Linked DNA regions of Sus scrofa: regions 2, 3 and 4 are each linked to region 1. The links are chromatin contacts, called in public HiChIP or PLAC-seq and promoter capture Hi-C maps. All regions are on one chromosome and are shown on one strand. Each heading gives the region's core, a stretch centred on a gene start, on an enhancer-like site or on the middle of the called end of the contact. The rest is flanking DNA. Distances are from core to core; before and after follow the strand shown. Region 1 holds the start of MTCH1 (mitochondrial carrier 1). Region 2 holds the start of CDKN1A (cyclin-dependent kinase inhibitor 1). Region 3 overlaps LOC102161912 (a long non-coding RNA gene). Region 4 holds the start of SRSF3 (serine/arginine-rich splicing factor 3).

Region 1 (3,038 bases), core at 355-2,854:
TGGCAAGCTGCGGTGTAGGTCATAGGTGCTGCTTAGACTTGGAGTTGCTGTGGCTTTGGTGTAGGCTGGCAGCTACAGCTCCAATTTGACCCCTGGCCTGGGAACTTATATATGTCACACCTGTGGCCCTTAAAAAAAAAAAAAAAGCACTCCTGAAGTTCCCTGGTGGCTCAGCAGGTTAAGGATCTGGCATTGTCATTGTAGCAGCCCAGGTCACTGCTGTAGTGCAGGTTCAATCCCTGGCTCAGACTTCAACATGCTGTAGGCCGGGCCACACACACAAAAAAAGTGCTCCTAGGGGTGGGAGGTAGGTTTGATGAAAGGTGTATTTGAAAGGGTAACACTTGAAAGAGCTAGGATGCTTTACAGTGTTCCAGACCAGAACAAACTTGGGTTAGTGAAGCCAGGGTAGGGGCGAGACCAAGGGGACAGGTAGACTGACAGGATTTGAATGTGGAAAGTATACAGAGTATTTGTTGTCAGGAGTAATGGGGGGGGGGGCTTTTAGGCGGCAAGAAGGGCAGACTTCAGGAAACCCGGACTAAGCCGTCAGAAGGTAGATGTCTATTCTGAGGAACCTTCCCACAATGAACACAGGATGAGTACAGACAAAGGGATCAGCTCCCCCATGGCTGTGTCCCTCCCAACTCTAGGGTACTGGATTTCTTTCCATTTAAACAGCTACTTTTCTTTTGCATCTCCACAACTAACTAGCAGGTTTTAGGTGTTGTTGCAGGGGGAGGGCACGCTTACAAACATGAACAGGGCACTTGCTGGAATAGGCAACTTCTTCACAGGGCTGTTGTGAGGATCATACTAGAGTTGACATGTTGCAAAGCACTTTTAAAAACGTCTGGACGTAGTAAATGCAATTTAAGAGCCAATTATTATTCATTTTTATTAACTAAAGATTAGACTATCAGAGCCTAACACAATGCCTGCGTGTGCTCATGCTGACTAGTTAAAACCTTCACATCTAGTGAAGGAGATACGCAAGCTTAAACTGGTTAAAACCTTTCCATCTAGTGAAGTAGATACGCAAGTACTTTTGAGCAAACGTATTTTCTAACCAGCAACTGTGAGGGAGGTTGGCGGAGGCTCAACTGCAAAGCAGAATGACCACAACTGCCGAGGGGGCAGCCGGATTTGGCCTGGGGGGGAGGGAAAGGGAGTATGCCGAGGCTGGAGAACGCGGAGGGGTTCGGCCAGCAGCAGGAGGCCGCAGGACTGGGATCCGGGCCGCAAAGAGTCGGGTCCAGAACTGCGGACAACACTCCGAGCCAGGGAAGGGGCTTGCAAGCGCCTCAGACCAAATTGAGGGCGTTTGCGGAGCATCCGAGCACCGCCCCCGCCGCTCTCCTGGCCCCCCGGGGGAGCTCCCGCGCTGGCGGCGGCCTTCACGGTCTCTGAGCCTACAGTCTGGGTCGCCCGCAACCACTGACCCCCGGGCCACAGCCCAGTGCAGAGCCAGGCCCCAACCCCGACCCGGGGCCCACAACTGGCGCTTACCGCCAGCCGTCCCACGATGCCGCACACCCCCGCGGCCGCGAGTGGTGAGGCCCGGCCCCACCCCCGACGCGCTTAGGGGCGGTGCGCCCGCCCGTCACGTGACGGGGGAGTGACCTCGCCGCCCGGCGCCATGGGGGCTTCGGACCCGGAAGTGGCGCCCTGGGCTCGCGGCGGTGCCGCGGGAATGGCGGGAGCCGGAGCAGGAGCAGGAGCTCGCGGCGGAGCGGCGGCGGGGGTCGAGGCCCGGGCTCGCGACCCGCCGCCCGCACACCGCGCGCACCCGCGCCACCCTCGGCCTGCGGCGCAACCCTCCGCCCGCAGGATGGACGGCGCGTCCGGGGGCCTGGGCTCCGGGGACAACGCCCCGACCACCGAGGCTCTTTTCGTGGCGCTGGGTGCAGGAGTGACGGCTCTCAGTCACCCGCTGCTCTACGTGAAGCTGCTCATCCAGGTGTGGAGCCAGGGGCGTCTTAGGGAGGCGGGGGCCGATGTGAAGGTGACAGGCCAGGGTCTGGAGAAGGATGGGGGCGGGGGAGGCAATGGCGGTGTATTGAGGAGAGGGGCGGGGACGGCGGGTTGATGCGCGGTAGGAGTGGGAGAGGAGGAAAGCGGCAAGTGATTTGAGGATGCAAGGGGCATGGGTTTGGGGGTGCAAGAGAAGGGGCAAAAGGTCAGCGTCAGATTTGGGAGAGAGGAAGGAACGAGGTGCAGGGGGAGGGGACGATGGAACGGATGACAGGTTTGGGAAATGAAAGAATGGAGGCGATGAACTTGCACTAGGAGGGAAGGGGCAGCATTTGGGGGTGAGGAAAGAAGCAACGATGGGGGGGGCGGGAAGTTTTGGCAAATGGCTGAGGAGGAGGTTTGGGGGCCAAGGCAGAGTATTCAGAAGATGGGCACATTTAAGGTGAAGGGAAGCAAGAACTCTGGATTTAATAGAGATGGACTTACAGTGGTTTGGAGGAAACAAAGGACTAGAGAGTCTGGTCCAAACGTTTAAGAAAGAAAAAGGGGCATCAGACTCCGGGGAGGAGGGGACGGGAGCATTAAATTTAACGGTGACAGAATTTGGTGCGAAAGGGCGGAGGCAAAGGATTTAACACCGGAGAGCTATCGTTTTAAGGAGATGGGGGCTCTGGACTTGATGGCGACGGCAGATTTGATGGGAGGAGGGGACGGTGATGACGTGCCTTGGGGGAGGGGAACAGATAGGGCGACACGGGGGCGGGGGAGGGGTAGTGGAGGTTTGTCTGGAAAGGGGAGCTAGGAGGAGGCTTTTGGGGGGAAAGGATGACGCATTTGGAGGAGAAAATTGAAGTCATGGTTGGGGAGGGGTATGGGCTGAAGGGTTACAGGCAAATTGGAATTGGGCAGAAGGGGCATTTTAAGCACAAGGTGGCAGGATGTGCAGGGGCTGGCAGAAAATGAGACCAAGGTAGGATGTCTCTGGAATGGAGGCATGCAGGGGCGGTTGGCATGTTTGGGGGGACCAGCAGTGCCTGACAGATGAATTGGGTTGCTTAAGAAAG
Region 2 (3,102 bases), core at 294-2,793, 280 kb after region 1:
CTAACTCTCTTTCTCTCACATACGCACACACACACGCGCGCGCACAGGCGCGCGCAGAGATCTGGTCTCTCCACCTTATCTCCACGCCCAAACCAGGGGATGAGTCAGATCCCTGGAAAATAAAAATAGACGGGAGCAACGAAAACAAAACCGCTCGAAAGTCCTCCCCGAAACGCAACGTGGAGGAAGGGAAGGAGGGAGGGAGTTGCCTAGACGGCCTAAAGTGCCAAACCCATTTCCAAAATTCTTTTCCGCACGAGGAGGGCGCAAGTGTCCCCCGAGGGCCCCCGGACCCGGCGGACAAAACCGACGCACGGTAGTCCTCTCGCGGCGGCGGCGGCGCCCGAAGGGAGACTCGCCCTCCAGCTCCGCTCAGCCGGGTCACCCTCGGAGACGGAATTCTGGACTAGGCTGGGGTGACTGCAGCCCACGAATGCAGGTGAAAGAGGCCCTGAACAGTGTCGCACCCTGAAGCCCCATTTCTCAAAGTCGCGACCCCTTCCTGCCTCCCACCCCGGCGGGGGCTGCGTATCCCGCAGCGCAGCGGAGCCGGCCTCGGTTCTCGCCCCTGAGTCCACACGCCCGACCCAGCTGCAGGCTGGGCAGGGGTTCTCTAGGAGGCGGTGCGAGAAAGTTAGGTCCGGCCTTTATGCTTCTCGAACTGACAGGCACAAGCCCACCCATCGCGGGGCCGCGACTCCAGGTCCCCGAGGGTGCGCCGCGGGGCGGGGACCGGAACCCAGTGGTGGACCTCCCGGCGTCCCGGCTTCCCTGGGAACACTCTGTGCCAGGCAAATAAGTCACTGTGCTGAAGGGGGTCAGAGACCATGGGGACGCAGGGAAGGGGACTTCTGGGGGAGCCATGGTCTCCCAGCGCTGGCGGAGTTCTGACCTCACCCAGCCCGTTCCTCCAGGGTCTTCTTGTCACCGAGAGTCACCTCTTTGCTTACCCCTAAGGGACGTGTCCCGACACGTTCCCAAGGGCTGAGGACAGTCCGCGCTGACCTCAGCGCCCAGCCTATTGGCGGACACGGCAGCGCTAGGGACCCAGACCTCGGGGGTCTGGGCTGGGGCCTCACTGACTGGATCCAAGAGCCACCGCGGAACGGATCTCAGATGAACCTGCCCTGCTCGGCGTTCCACGCCCCTCCTGGAGCCCTCCGTGGACAGGGCTTCATCCCCACGCCTTGACCGCGCCAAGCCGGGCGCCCAGGGCGCACCCACGGTCCGGTCCAATACTTCCCTGGCCCCAGCAGTTTCAAGCGGAGGGAGCCCGGCGAGGATCCTCGATATTCGTGCCCCCTCTCCCTGCCCAGAGCCTTCCGCACATCCCGGCCCCGGTCCCAGGCGCACGTACAGACCCCCGTGTGCGCAAAACCGAGACCCACGCACAGACCCAAGCACGCCGTTCACCTGTGAACACAGCACATACAACGCCCCCACGGACACACCCACGGAGGTGCGCCGACACGCACGCGGACACGCTCTGCTCAGCTCAGAGCCGCAGCCGGGGATCCGCTCCTGCCTGCCCTGGCTCCCTCACCTCTTCTGAGGGTCGGTGTCTCCGAGAATCCGCGCCCAGCTCCGGATCTCCCAACTACCGACTCTGGCAGCTGCTCACACCTCAGCTGGCGCCGCCCGGCTCAGCGCTCATAAAAGGACTCGGGAGGCGGGACCTGATGCTCCGCCCACAGCGTGCTAGGGACCGCCTCGCACCAGGAGGACCCAGGCTCTTGGCGGCTTCCCTTGGCTCAGAGCTCTGATGCCAGCCTCGCGAAGTCACTTCCCTCCTCCCCATTCCCGAGTCTGTACGCTTGACACATTCTCCCGCCCCTCCTCCCGCCCCAGAATTGGGCCCCAAATCTGTTTTTTTGTTTTTTGGGTTTTTTTTTTGTTTGTTTTTTTAAGTGGGGAGTGAGTTGGCATTCTCCTTCAGGTGTCGGCATCGTGGACAAACCCCCTCTCAGGTCCACTGCCGACTGCCTCTGGGCAAAGATTTACCCAAAGCAGCTGAATAGACCACAAGGGGTGACATTAACAAATAACATCCTTTACTACTACTACTACTACTACTACTACTACTACTACTACTACTACTACTACTACTACTACAAGATACACCTGGCTTTACAATTCCCAGAAAAGCCTCACTATACCACCACTATTCCCACCGGTCCCTCACTACACTACCTCTCCCCATCACTGAGGCATCCAGACATCCCCACCAAAGCATTCTTGGAGGCCCTACAGGATTTAATTCCCTTTATTTCACAGATGGGAAACTGAGACCCACAGAACTAAAGAGGTGAAAAGCTGTTATTTGTCAAATGCCCCAGGGAAGGAAAGGACTGGGGACACTGCTAAGAAAAGGGTCTCCAAAGGAAAAGGGACCCTGAACTAGTCTTCCTCCCCCCTCCTCCTCACTCCCTGCACCCACCTCCCTCTCACCTCAGCAGAAGAAAGCTCTGTGATTGCAGCAGATTTGATGGCTAGGAAAGGGATTTGGTGGGTGGGTTATTTCCTGGATAGTCCCCACACAGCCCACATACACCGCTGAGAAACTGAGGCTTGGTGGCCTGACTCAGGTAAAATAGCAAATGAATGGTGACGGTTGGAACATAAGCCTTTTGCCTCTCACTCAGAGCTCTCTGCTCCTTGTCCTCTCTATTTCAGTGGCTCTAGAATGAGGGAAACCCCCTGCACCCCTCATTTCCAGGCAGTATACTGAGGTGACATTGTTGAGAGACAATTCTGGAAATGTCCACCTGTGTTTCTGAGAGATACAAAAACCAGTGAGGTGCTTCCCCCCACCTTCACCCTCCCAGCCCTTCTTGAACCTCACCTTTTTTCCTCCCCTCACCAAAAACATTTACACCTTCTGCTTTTAAAAAATAACATAGAACACAGTGTTCATCTAAACAGAAATCCCACTAAAAAACAGAATCCAGGCTTGGAGCAGCTACAATTACTGACATCTAGGGCTGTTCAGTGTCTTGAAATCTCTGCCCGGACATGCCCAGTCTTCTTCCTCTAATGCAGCTGACCTCGGGGAGGACAGGCCTCCCTCTCCTCTACAGCCTGGGCAGGAGCCCGGGCAGGGGT
Region 3 (3,379 bases), core at 287-2,786, 330 kb after region 1:
TTAACCCACTGATTGAGGTCAGGGAATCAAACCTGTGTCCCCATGGCTTCGTTACCATGAAGCCATGACAGGAACTCCCAAAAAGCACCCTTTAAAAGTGAGGGAAAAAAAAAAGGAGGACAAAAAAAAAAAAGGGAGTTCCCGTCATGGCTCCGTGGTTAATGAATCCAACTAGGAACCATGAGGTTGCCGGTTTGATCCCTGGCCTTGCTTGTGGGTTAAGGATCCAGCATTGCCATGAGCTGTGGTGGAGGTTGCAGACGTGGCTCGGATCCCACATTGCTGTGACTCTGGTCTAGGCCAGCGGCTATAGCTCTGATTAGACCCCTAGCCTGGGAACCTCCATATGCCACAGGAGCGGCCCTAGAAAAGACCAAAAAAAAAAAAAAAAAAAAGTGAGGGAAGGAGTTCCCGTCGTGGCACAGTGGAAGTGAATCCGACTAGGAACCATAAGGATGCGGGTTCAATCCCTGGCCTCACTCAGTGGGTTAAGGATCTGACATTGCCATGAGCTACAGTGTAGGTTGCAGACAGGGCTTGGATCCTGCATTGCTGTGGCTGTGGTATAGGCTGGCAGCTATAGCTCTGATTCGACCCCTAGCCTAGGAACCTCCATATGCCATGGGTGCGGCCCTAAAAAGCCGGGGGGAAAAAAAAAAAAGAGCGAGGGAAAAGCCCAGAAGGACTTACGTGCCTGCAGACCTTAAGACGGTGCCAACCCAGTATCCTTAGGAAAGCAAAACTCAGGGATCCAAAAACCCTAAGTGAGTTATTTATGCACAGTCTGCCCACTCTTAGGACTCTAGGACTGGGGAGGCTACAGAATACGAACTTCAGTGGGGAATCGTTAAGTACCTGAAGTCATCATGAAGCAAATATGCTATTATAGGCACAGGCTTCCTGCACACATGGAGCCTTGGGGGCAGGTGTCTGAGACTCTTCTGAAGTCCCTCCTGGTCCTGACGAAAGTGCTGGGCTTGGACTCAGTGGCTGTGGGTTTCAAACCTGGCTTAACCTTCCTACTATCTGCATGACCTTGGGGGAGGCACTTCCTCTTTCTGGAATTCAGTTTCCTCTTTTGCAGAGTGGGGCCATGATATCACCTCTCCAACACCCCCAAGTGCAAATGAAGATACTTCCCATTCCAAGCACACATTGTAAAGAAAACAGGATAGAAAAACACAGAAACCAGAAGCTATTGGGTCACTTTCTTCCTTTTTTGTTTTAAGTTCGTTCTCTAATTTTTCTACCATGTCACAGATTACCTTTGAATTAAAAATGAGTAATTAAAGGAGTTGGAGTAGAGCTAATGTGAATAATGATGAGCCTGGCAACTTTTAGGGCTTCCTCTCTGCCAGGCAGCTGTTGAAGCTTTACCTCAGGTTTTGTCCCAACCAGCCTAGAAGGGAAGTAGCGTGGCTGCTACTTCTCGGCTGTGGAGACTGAGTTCCCAGAGAGGCCAAAGGCTTTACTATCACGAGAGGCCACAGTGACGTGCCAGGAGCGGGTATACAGTCGCATAGCAGTTTGATCAAGGTCAGTCTTCCAACTCTGAAGAAAGCAGAACCTCTCCTTCTCCTGCAACGTGACCACACGGCCTTAGAGACAAGCCTTTCCCAGCAGAGCAATGCTGTAGGAACCTGCTTCTGAGGGACCTGCTCTAGGTCAAGGTCAGGTTGATTAATAAATAACAGCCTGTTCCATCCAAAGTTTCCAGTGTATGAACTTACTTTTTTTTTTTTTTTTTTTTTGGTCTTTTTGCTATTTCTTGGGCCGCTCCCGCGGCATATGGAGGTTCCCAGGCTAGGGGTCCAATCGGAGCTGTAGCCGCCAGCCTATGCCAGAGCCACAGCAACGCAGGATCCGAGCCGCGTCTGCAACCTACACCACAGCTCACGGCAACGCCGGATCGTTAACCCACTGAGCAAGGGCAGGGCTCGAACCCGCAACCTCATGGTTCCTAGTCGGATTCGTTAACCACTGCGCCACGATGGGAACTCCCTGAACTTACTTTTAAACAGCATTTGTTGGAGTTCCCGTAGTGGCTCAGTGGTTAACGAATCCAACCAGGAACCATGAGGCTGAGGGTTCGATCTCTGGCCTCGCTCACTGGGTTAATGATCTGGCGTTGCCATGAACTGTGGTGTAGGTCACAGACACAGCTTGGATCCCAAGTTCCTGTGGCTCTGGCGTAGGCTGACGGCAGCAGCTCCAATTGGATCCCTAGCCTGGGAACCTCCATATGCTGTGGGTGCAGCCCGAGAAAAGACGAAGAGACAAAAAAATAAAAAATAAAATAAAAAGCATTTGTTTCTGGGAGTTCCTATCGTGGCACAGTGGTTAACGAATCTGACTAGGAACCATGAGGTTTCGGGGTCGATCCCTGGCCTTGCTCAGTGGGTTAAGGATCCGGTGTTGCCACGAGCTGTGGTGTAGGTCGCAGACGCGGCTCGGATCCCATGTTGCTGTGGCTATGGTGTAGGTCGGCGGCTACAGCTCTGATTAGACCCCTAGCCTGGGGTCTATGCTGCAGGAAGCGGCCCTAGAAATGGCAAACACACACACACACACACACAGCATGTTTCTGTATAAAAACATTGCTTGCTTCTCTTCAGTGGCAACAGAATACATTTTCTAAATAAAAATGCTAATATACTGGGAATTCACTTTGTGGCTCATTAGTAATGAACTCTGCTAGTATCCATGAAGCTGAGGGTTTGACCCCTGGCCTCAATCAGTGATTCAGGGATCCAGTGTTGCTGTGAGCTGTGGTGCAGGTCGCAGACACAGCTCAGATCCCATTGATGTGGCTGTGGTATAGGCTGGCAGCTGTAGCTCTGATTTGACCCCTGGCCTGGGAACTTCTATATATATGCTGCAGGTGCAGCCCTAAAAAGACAAAAGACAAAAGCTATTATACTTTGATAAGAAATGTCTTCTAATGATGCTTTTCTGAAAAAAAAAAAAAAAAAAAACAAATTTCTAAACGCCCTACCATTTGTAAGCAGATTGCTTCTTTCAAAAGGCAAATGCTGATAAATAATACTTTTTAAATCCTGGGGGGATAGGTAGCCCACCTGTTGTTCTCTCCCACACTCCAGAGGCACCATCTGTTACCAGCGTGTTTGTGACCTAGGAACACAGTGCCCCCACCCACAATGCTGCTCCACCCTGATATTGAAACCAAGGCTGATGGGGGGGGTTTGTGTGGCACCAGACAAGTCTCTATTCGGCCTGGAAAACCCTCCTTAAAAGAGTCAGCATCATTCTGGAGCTCTCAGGTGTCTGCCTGTTGCTCAAGAGTCCTGAATCTGGCCACGGTGAGGGAAGTGGTGGAAATGAGTAGTGGCTCAGTGGTTGACAAACCCAGCTAGTGTCC
Region 4 (3,177 bases), core at 262-2,761, 350 kb after region 1:
AATGACAAGTGAAGACAAGACAGCAGTTAAGGCTAAACCACTAAAAAAGTGATAGTAATGTGCCTTCACAAGCCAAAACTTTACTCAAGCAGGACAAACTTGTTTTTTAAAAATATATATCTTGTTCTACCCTCAACAGCCGAAAGGTGTTAACCCAAATGTCCAGCAACAAAATGGAGAAGCAAAATTATTACCCATACAATGGAGTATTCAGGAACGAGTACCCATAAACATGGACAAAACGTGAAAGCATGCTAAGTTATAGATATCAGACAAAAAAAATACACGTAATACCATCCCATGTATGTGAAATATCCGAAACGGGTAAATCCAGAGACAGATTAGTAGCTACCAGGGGCTGCGGGAGAGAAAGGGGCAGGCCAAAAGGGTAGTGGCTGCTTAACAGTACAGGTCACCTTAGTGGGTATAATAAAATGCTTTAAAACTAGATAGAGGTGATAGTTACACAACATTGTGAAGGTATCGAATGCTTCTGAATCGTGCACTTTAAAATGAATGTTACATTAACTCCACCTCATGGGGAAAAAAATAGATTATTTGTTGTGCAAGAACTTAAGGCACTTTAGTTTACATTTGAAAAACCTTCAATACTAATAAAGCCGCCTCAGCAACGAATCTAATCAACTTGTAGATTACATACGAAAAGCAGCCTGTCCAAAAACTCAGCTTAAGGGCTTTTCATAAACACGTTATCCAATTAAAAAAAAAAAAAATACCCGCCCAGACACATCCTATTTGTGTGACCCCGCCCTGTGCCCAGAAGTTCCGAGACCAAACCCATTGTTGGTGAATTAATCTTTCCCAAAAACTTTACCCTGACCAGTTTTAATGCGAAGCAGCTATAAGAACAATACAGCTCAAGAAAGATCAGCTTAAAAAAAAATAGTTATTGGATTCAGGCTGTAAAAAGTGAAGTTAAAGTAACACGAAAATGAAAGAAAGTAGAGAAATCCTCAAATATGGATCGAAGGGTCCAGTCTTGAGTAGTGACTTGAAGAAAAAAAATCCTAAGCCGCTACTTAAGGAAACGTGGGCAAAAAGAAAAAAAAGGCGCCATAAATTGAATGGCCGCGATCTAGAGTACAACCGATTACCGATACCCCCTTTGCCTCAACTCGAGCAATCTCACTTCCCGATTCAGCCCCCCAGGGAAGGGTTATAAGCACCTCCACTTGGAAGCCTGGGTGCCTGCTCCGGGGGGCCGGGAGCCCCCTCCACCGCCCCGTGTTGAACGTCACAAAATGGCGGCAGCGTCTCTTTGTCTCAATCTGGCGCCGCCATTGGGCCTGGCCCCACCTCGGTCCTGTTAAGGCCCATTTCCCACCTCATTCCTTTAGTCGCTGGGTCTCTTACCGAGATCTTAGATTAGAAATGCGAAGACTCAAATCCACGCACCCGCGGCTGTCTCTTCCCACTCCCCTCCCGCCTGGCTCCAGCAGATACTCTCCCCGATCCGGCGTCCACGAAATGGCGGACCAACACCGTCTCCTCGCCTGTATTTATAAGCCATCCTGGAGTCACATGATTGGACGGGTTCGCCCAATGAGAGGCGAAGAAGACCGTGACGTAATGGCCACAAACGCTGCGAGAACCGCGGTTGCTGAGAGCCTTCTCTGGTTGTGCTGCCTCGTCGGTGGAGACGCGCGCAGCCGTCGTGCCTCAGGGCCAGAGCTCCCTCGGTGTAATTCTCCTGTTGCCGAGTTCTCCTCAGTCACCTCTCCCTCATCTCCAAATAGCCTATTAATAGGGATTTAATAACATCATCGCCGGTCACACCCAAACACTGATAGAGCCTTTTGCACCCAATAAGATTACAGTATAAAATGAGTTCATTAATTACTGCTCCGCATGAGCGGTTAGGCAGGAACTGAGACCATCACGTTTACAAACGTGCTTCGGAGTTGCTCCCAAGGTCACGGGGCTGTTTGTGAACCCGCTGTCACCACACTGTGCCCCTCCGGGTCCCACACTTGGGGAAAAGCCCAGTCACGGAAAGTCGGCCCAACTCTGGCTGGTCTGCCACCTCTCACCCAAACTGCACGATTTGGCAGAGACGATGGCGTCATCATTTTGGACTCTTGAAATGTTTAATAGAAACTCAAAGGCAAATGAGACGGGTCAGGCCATCCAGAAAGTATCGCATTTAGTAACAGTATAAAAGGAAGTTCCTGAGGAGATTGAATTCGGCACCCCTCTCCTCCGCAACGAATACCAGTCTGTCTTCTGGCAAAGGCTGTTGTACTGACCGGGGCTCAGAGGTGGGGGGTCTATGGTTCACTAACACCTTCCTCTCTGCTTTCCACTTCCTCTGAAAAGAACTGAGCCACGAAATTAACTATTGGGAGAGAAATACCAATGGTTTGTTAGAAAAATCACCAAGATCTTCCTCTCTGGAACAGTGAGTTCAGCTAAGAGGGTTGCCTGGTTTCCTCCCCTTTCAGTGGAGTCTGACTTACTAACGTATCTAAATCTGCTCTCAAGAAAAATAATAACTTGTATTTTTCCACCAGTAGCTGAAAGATATGCCAAACATTCACTGCTTTCCTTTTCCCAGATATTCTCTTATTGTGGCTCTAAGAAGTTTATCTATCCATGTGGGGTGGAGACACGACTTACTGTTTCTGAGTTTTCACACCTGTAAAAAACGAGGATTTCATACTGGCAAGGGAAGAGGGAGAATGGAAACTACATTTGTTGAGCCAAGCCCTGAGCTGGTCTTACCTGGGTTTTTCCCAGGTAGGAATTCTAGCAAAGCTTTTCTCTTCCTCTTCTTTCCTTCTCTAAATGTTTTTCTATTCTGGCTTACTTCTATTTGCTTTGATTTGCTCCTCTCTTCCTGTGTAAGCTTTTCTCCTCTTTTTATTTCCTTCTATCAAAGCAAAGCCATTGAAGTCAGACAGTCCTATATTTGGACCCACAGTACTGCTGCTACTTACTGCTAAAGTGTCTGGAGAAATATCCCTTACCATCTCAATATTAGTTTCCTCTCTGTAAAATGGGTAACTACACCAAGCCTTGCAGGGTTGTTACATGCAGTCTCCCCACTTACAGGAACTTCAACTTTGTTTGTCTTTTTGTATTTTCTAGGGCTGCACTTGTGGCATAGGGAGGGTCCCAGGCTAGGGGTCTAATCAGAGCTGTAGGCTGCTGGCCTTC

The links. Promoter capture Hi-C pulls out the DNA fragments that hold promoters and counts their contacts. HiChIP or PLAC-seq counts read pairs in DNA pulled down with a chosen protein or histone mark.
Region 2: a contact with region 1 is called in an H3K27ac HiChIP or PLAC-seq map of alveolar macrophages. The contact joins the promoter of CDKN1A here to the promoter of MTCH1 in region 1. A contact is called at or near these places in 1 of 5 promoter capture datasets (liver) and 1 of 2 datasets of contacts at active chromatin or transcription factors (alveolar macrophages).
Region 3: a promoter capture Hi-C map of liver shows a contact between it and region 1, with 4 times the contacts expected there. The contact joins the enhancer-like site here to the promoter of MTCH1 in region 1. A contact is called at or near these places in 1 of 5 promoter capture datasets (liver), 5 of 47 Hi-C or Micro-C datasets (embryonic fibroblasts, liver, omental adipose tissue and 1 more) and 2 of 2 datasets of contacts at active chromatin or transcription factors (alveolar macrophages and skeletal muscle).
Region 4: an H3K27ac HiChIP or PLAC-seq map of alveolar macrophages shows a contact between it and region 1. The contact joins the promoter of SRSF3 here to the promoter of MTCH1 in region 1. A contact is called at or near these places in 1 of 47 Hi-C or Micro-C datasets (liver) and 1 of 2 datasets of contacts at active chromatin or transcription factors (alveolar macrophages).

The regions. Positions count from the first base shown.
Region 1 is chr7:32,634,141-32,637,178 of Sscrofa11.1, reverse strand. It overlaps MTCH1 (mitochondrial carrier 1), which reads left to right and starts at 1,604. Exons shown (of 12, transcript NM_001244167.1): 1 at 1,604-1,960. The coding sequence starts at 1,640. It overlaps LOC110261512 (a long non-coding RNA gene), which reads right to left and starts at 1,608. Exons shown (of 2, transcript XR_002345692.1): 1 at 1,510-1,608.
Region 2 is chr7:32,353,217-32,356,318 of Sscrofa11.1, reverse strand. It overlaps CDKN1A (cyclin-dependent kinase inhibitor 1), which reads right to left and starts at 1,543. Exons shown (of 4, transcript XM_013977858.2): 1 at 1,414-1,543.
Region 3 is chr7:32,306,913-32,310,291 of Sscrofa11.1, reverse strand. The region is part of intron 3 of LOC102161912 (a long non-coding RNA gene); the gene reads left to right. Among named protein-coding and RNA genes, the nearest start is that of SRSF3, 19 kb to the right of the region's middle. Within about 2 kb of position 1,536, at least 15 of the 83 cell types and tissues checked have an H3K27ac peak or open chromatin away from gene starts, as enhancers often do. A contact at or near this core is called in alveolar macrophages and liver, where this site is marked.
Region 4 is chr7:32,287,798-32,290,974 of Sscrofa11.1, reverse strand. SRSF3 (serine/arginine-rich splicing factor 3) reads right to left here and starts at 1,511. Exons shown (of 6, transcript XM_021098646.1): 1 at 1,375-1,511.